2 separate regions of the Sus scrofa genome follow, and region 2 is linked to region 1. A link is a contact called in public HiChIP or PLAC-seq data. All regions are on one chromosome and are shown on one strand. The core of a region is the stretch at or near the end of the contact, and the rest is flanking DNA. Distances in the headings are between cores, read along the strand shown.

Evidence for each region. HiChIP or PLAC-seq counts read pairs in DNA pulled down with a chosen protein or histone mark.
Region 2: an H3K27ac HiChIP or PLAC-seq map of alveolar macrophages shows a contact between it and region 1. The contact joins two enhancer-like sites. A contact is called at or near these places in 1 of 47 Hi-C or Micro-C datasets (embryonic fibroblasts) and 1 of 2 datasets of contacts at active chromatin or transcription factors (alveolar macrophages).

The regions. Positions count from the first base shown.
Region 1 is chr13:126,699,069-126,702,006 of Sscrofa11.1, forward strand. The region is part of intron 2 of TPRG1 (tumor protein p63-regulated gene 1 protein); the gene reads left to right. Among named protein-coding and RNA genes, the nearest start is that of TPRG1, 170 kb to the left of the region's middle. Within about 2 kb of position 1,408, at least 16 of the 83 cell types and tissues checked have an H3K27ac peak or open chromatin away from gene starts, as enhancers often do. A contact at or near this core is called in alveolar macrophages, where this site is marked.
Region 2 is chr13:126,224,985-126,227,922 of Sscrofa11.1, forward strand. All of the region lies in intron 6 of LPP (lipoma-preferred partner), which reads left to right. Among named protein-coding and RNA genes, the nearest start is that of MIR28, 56 kb to the right of the region's middle. Within about 2 kb of position 1,362, at least 1 of the 83 cell types and tissues checked has an H3K27ac peak or open chromatin away from gene starts, as enhancers often do. A contact at or near this core is called in alveolar macrophages, where this site is marked.

The DNA.
Region 1 (2,938 bases), core at 158-2,657:
TGTCTCATATATCCTGGTGTCTTCATGGCCTTGCCTGAGCTTGCCACAGCTTATATACTCAGCTAAGTCCTACTGAAAGAAAGAATAAGTATGTGAGAGCAATATGGATCTCACTTAAGGGATGGGTCCCGACATGATTTGTGAAGAGCTTTTGGATTCTTTAAATGTTTCTGAAGCTGTGCTGAGTGTAACACTAAGAATTACTTCTAGGGAGCCGTGTCTTCTGCAGAGTATTTCTGCTGATGCTAGCAGTGATTCTTAGCATTTATTTAGTACCCTTTGAACTGGCACCATGCTAAACTCTTTACCTGCCTTATTTAATTGGCACAACCTCCCTCTGTGACGTGTAGATATTTTCCCCATTCTATTGCTGAGGAAGCTGAGATTTGGAGAGGCTAAGAAATTCCCACAAGATCACACAATTAGAGTCAGAATTTGACCCAGAGTTAGAATCTGACCCAGGTCTGCTGACACTAGAACTTGGGTGCTAACCATCCTGGTATCATTAAATGAAGCCTGTTGCCCAGGGTGGGGCAGAGTCAGCCCAGTGAGGCCCATCTACAGGGACTTGGAAGATGGTTTTGTTAAAATAGGTTGAACTCTCCAGAATGTTATTGACTCATATCCCCTTATAACCTCTGCTCTAGCAGTGGAGGATGGAGAAATCCCTAGGAATAAGTAACGTTTAGAGAAACTAGAGCATCTAGTTTGTCAAGGCAACACAGCAGATTTCAAAGGAGCAAGAAGGGAAGTTTGTGGCTTCTTAGACTGTGGTGAGGGTAGAGATACACAGAAACAGATGGAAGTGAGAAAGTGAGGTCCTTTTTTCCCCTGAGCATTTTTAGTTGGGAGCTCCTTTGGGTATGTTTCTCCTTGTTTTTCATTTGGACTGGGAATGTCTTCCATTTGGGAACCCTTTGCTTCTGAGAAGCTCAGAGCAGAGCACAGGGTCCCCATGTAAAGAGGCGAGGGGCTCTGTGATTAGAGCACCTGCAGCTCTCCTGAGCCAACCAGCTCCGTGGTCTCAAATGGGAAAAGAAACAAGAATGCAGAGAAGATGCCATTTTCACAAGTTAGCTGGCATGTTTGGCTGACTTTTGCTTGCAGCCTGGGTCTTGCAGATGGGGGTGGGCAGGAGGTGAAGGAACCTCAACAGATGGCAGCAATCAGTGGGTGTTGGTGACCATTTTTCCTCACTGCTGAAAACATGGTCACCTTGTGCCTGTGACAATCAGACTCAACTCCAAGTTCCTCCGTCCTAGAACACAGAACAGTATAATCCTTTTTCAGCTTGCAGAAGGAATATTTTTAGAGAGAAGAGGTATCTAGGGAATACAAGGGCCACCTGAGATTCTGATTCAGCGATGTGAATTCACCTGCCCAGTTACAAGTCCTGATGTCTGAGGAGATTTGTTTGTCAGTCTCACAAGGACGGAAATGAAAAGCAATTTGCTGTAAACCCTTCCTCTCCCTTCTGATTGGTAAGGGGAAAAATGTCCACACACTGCCATCTGGTGGGAACTTCTGGTCACTGCATTTTTGAGAGTTCTTGCAAGAAACAACTGAGAAGGGGCCAGGCTTTTTCCTCCTGTTCGTTAACAAAGAGGCAATGAACAAAACATGGTCCTTGCCCTTGAAGAGCTCCCAGTCTAATGGAAGAACTTGACATGTTAGCAAGTAATTATAACTTGAAAAGTACCGTTTTAGGAATGTAAAGAGTAAGTTGTGAGGTAGTCTGGTTGGTAAGAAAGGAACATGGGAAAGCAGCTATAGGTAAAAGCTGGAAGAAGGTTGAGGCCAGACCGTGAAGGACCTTGAATGTCTGAGCAAGGCAGTGAGTCCGCTCAAGTTTAGTTAGAAGGAAAAAGATGGAGTCAGATTTTGGTGGTAAAGCAATACAGACAACAAGCGTCTGTATATATGCTTTCAAAGCATCCAGATCCTCTTGTTAGCAGAAGTCTCCTATGGAAATCCATTATGTGAACTAAGTGAAACCATGGATATTCAGACGGAAGTGGAAGAATTGTCTCCCACTCCACCTCTCCCATCCTTGGTACATATAGCTGCTTTGGGGGCAATATCTAAGGCCCAGCAGAACCTGGTTTGATACCTACTCCTGTGGAGTGTCCCTTAGCTAACATGACACACATGCTCTGGTTTTAGAGGTAACTCTATCCTGTCTCTCCTGACATAGGTCTTTATATATTAGGCTCCAGATCTTTTCCTATCTTTTAATCAAAAATTGCTATTTTTCATTTTAAAAAAATTTCTATTTTTCTTTTTTTTTTAGGGCCACACCCATGGTATATGGAGGTTCCCAGGCTAGGGGGTCTAATCAGAGCTATAGCTGACGACCTACACCACAGTCACAGCAACGCCAGATCTGAGCCATGTCTGTGACCTACACCACAGCTCACAGCAACTCTGGATCCTTAACCCACTGAGTGAGGCCAGGGGAACCTCATGGTTCCTAGTTGGATTTGTTTCTGCTGTGCCACCACGAGACCTCCAAAAAATATTCTATTTTTTTTGGAGCAGTTTCAGGTTCACAGCAAAATTAAGAGGAAGATTAGGAGAGATTTTCCATATCCTCCCTACAGCTATACATGCACACCCTCCCCCATGATCAGTGCTTCCTCACCAGAGTGGCCCTTTGTTACAACTGATGAACCTCCATTGACACATCATAATCAACCAAAGTCCATAGCTTGCATTAGAGTTGCACTGCCCTAAAAATACTCTGTGCTCTGCCTATGTATCCCTTCCCCACTCCTTGGTAACCACTGACTTTTCTACTCTCTCTAAAGTTTTGCCTTTTCCAAAATGTCATATAGTTGAAATCATATAGGATATAGCCTTTTCCAATTGACTTCTTTCCCATGCTTTTTACTAGAGCTGCTGATAGTTCTGAAGATCCCATTTATGGTAACTCCCATTT
Region 2 (2,938 bases), core at 112-2,611, 470 kb before region 1:
ATGGGACAGACTAAATGGAATGTAGTAGGCAGGAATCTAGGCAACTGCCCTGAGCCTCATAGAGGAAACCACTACCCTGAGTTCAGAGATGCAGGAAGAGTTGCAAGAAGAGACTTGAAGACAAAGGCCTCCCCAGAACCGATGTGTGGAAGTGTCTCCAGGTGAGAAGGGAAGATTGTGACAGAAGCAACAATGCCCAGTTTTTCAAGTGTGATATAATTTCTCCCAAACGTGTGAACTGCTTGCCAAATGCTAGGAGTTAACATTGTTTTGTACATTTTCCCGAATAATTGGCATTGTCATTGAAGAGCTGATCAGAAAAGGGTAAGAGGAAAGAAAATGTTAAAATCGGCTGTAAAACCCAGCCCATTTATACTTGAAGTTTAAAGTCAGACAAAGGGAATGTTCCACTGACTATGACATTGATCAAAACGAGCCTGTGCTGAGACAGGATTAAATCGATCAATAAATATCCCAAACTGTCAATCTTGAAACTTTTGGGTAGAACATTCAGTTGCATTCCTACAGGAGAAATGCCAAGTGAATGAGCCTAAGCCAGGTTTGTTTGGAAAGCCTTATTTAGAGAACCATGAAGTGTGAACTTGATCACATGAAAAGCCTAGGACTGTTTAGCCTTCTGTGGCAGTTCTACGAGTTCTAGTACCAGACTGTTAATAGGGAGGCAAGACAAGTGTGCTGCTTGCTTTTGCCTCCACCCCCTTTTTTAAATTTAAAATTGCATGAATCATATTTACAAAGGACCATTGCTTTTTGTAAGACATTATCAGGTGAGGAAGTCACTGGTTTCTATTTTATTTCCTCTGGTTCCATGCTTATAGCCACACTTAATGTTAGCATGCCCTATTTAAAACAGAAGTCTATATTCTACTTCAAGTATTAACCAACTGTGCAAAATCCGAAAGTCCTAGAAATGAAAGCAAGATTTCCCAATAGTCTTCTGGAACATAATAATTACCACAGTTTTAGTGATGGGGAATTCATAGATTTTTAAGCTGTCAGAAATTAAATAAATGTGTTGCCTTTGCTTTTCTAAGAAGCTGTCTTGCTCATTTACAGTAAATTAAGATCCAGAGACTGACTGTGCAAGGTCTCACAACAGAGGTACAACTTTAAAGCAATTCTTAGACCTCTAAGCTTGGGAGATCCAGGAGGATTCCATGTGAACATTAACCATTAGCTTTCATAAAATAGCAGTGGATATTTTAATGTCACACATTTTCATATCCATTCTCTCATTTATTCCTTAAAACAAAACAAACTCAGCTTGTTGAGATGGACAGAGAATGGGAAAGTATCCTTTTATACAGATAATGATGCAATTTTAGACAAGCCACTTCCCAATTTTGCACACTATATAAATCATAGAGTCTTCGTCCCTTGTCTCTAAAATCATAGCCTGAAACGTGGAACTAGAAGAAATTGCAATCCCTAGCTTTTCTTTTTACAGAATGCCCTCTGCAGTTGCTTAACATTTTGATTAAAAAATAGGAAATTAATTAAGCAAGACAGTGAATAAAAGGTGCGAGCTAATATCTGGGTGTTCTTCAGTACTCTGAGAGGTGAGAGGTGATAAAGTTACACAAATCTCCAAAACCAAAGAAACTTGTTGATTAAATGATTGAATCCCGTTGACCATTTGGTAGCATAAATAACTGTTCAAGGTGGAAAGCTTTTGTTTTTTAAAAAAAAAGTCTGTACAAAAAGTAAGGATTTTTGACAAAACAGCATAGTTAATTACTATAGTTAATATACAAACAGTGAGCAGTGAAATTGTGTGTGTGTATGTGTGTGTGTGCTCATGTGAAAATATATTCAGGTTCTATGGGAACTAAAGCTTTGAAGCATATCACTTTGGGGAGACCTTTAAAAGGTACAAAATTATGAATAATTAGTTTGCTAGGGCTGCCATAACAAAGTATCACAGACTGGACAGCTTAATCAATAGGAATGTTCTCATGTCTTTGGAGGCTGGAATTCTGAGATCAGGGTGTGGGCAGGTTTGGCTTATCCTGAGGCCTTTCCCCTCAGCTTGTACGTGGGCACCTTCTCCTTCTGTGTTCACTTGGTCTTTCCTCTGTGTGTACTTGTGTCCTGATCTTCTCTTCTTGTAGGGACATCAGTGGTATTGGATTAGCCCCGACCTAATCCCATTTTAACTTAAGTGTCTCTTTGAAGACGCTCTCTCCAAATACAGTCACATGCTTTGGTACTAGGGTACTTCAACATAGGAATGTGGTGGGGGCAGGGGGACTTAATTCATTCCATAACAATTATGTAAACAAAATAATATTTATTTCAAATGAAAAAAGTGAATGAAACATTTTAAGCTGATTTTAAAAAGCCAGGAAATGTGACAAAAATAAAAAAATCCAGAAAATATCATTTTAGTTAATTAATTAAACAGTGACTTTTTCCTTTGTTTTGTGGCTGCCTGCTCTCTGGTTAACTCTTCATGCAACCTAACTTTATAATATTTTCTATGGGGAGAATAGAAAGATAATTTCAGTCTTTCATCTAATGTCATTGATAGACATTTAATGATTATTATTCAAGGCTTGCAAAATTTCCTTTAATCTGTACAACTTTTATTGGTAATATTGTAAAACATGATTGTCCACTTAGGGAAAACTGCTATCAATTTCCTTTCTTCTTTCTTTCTTTCTTTTTTTTTTTTTTTTTTTTTTTTTTAGTCTTTTTAGGGCCTTACCTGCAGCATATGGAAGTTCCCAGGCTAGGGGTCAAATTGGAGCTGCTGCTGCCAGCCCAGGCCACAGCCACAGCAACGCAGGATCCAAGCCATGCCTGTGACCTATGCTGTATCTCACAGCAACACCAGATCCTAACCCACTGAGCACGACCAGGTATCGAACCCATATCTTTGTGGATACTAGTTGGGTTCTTAACCCCCTGAGCCACA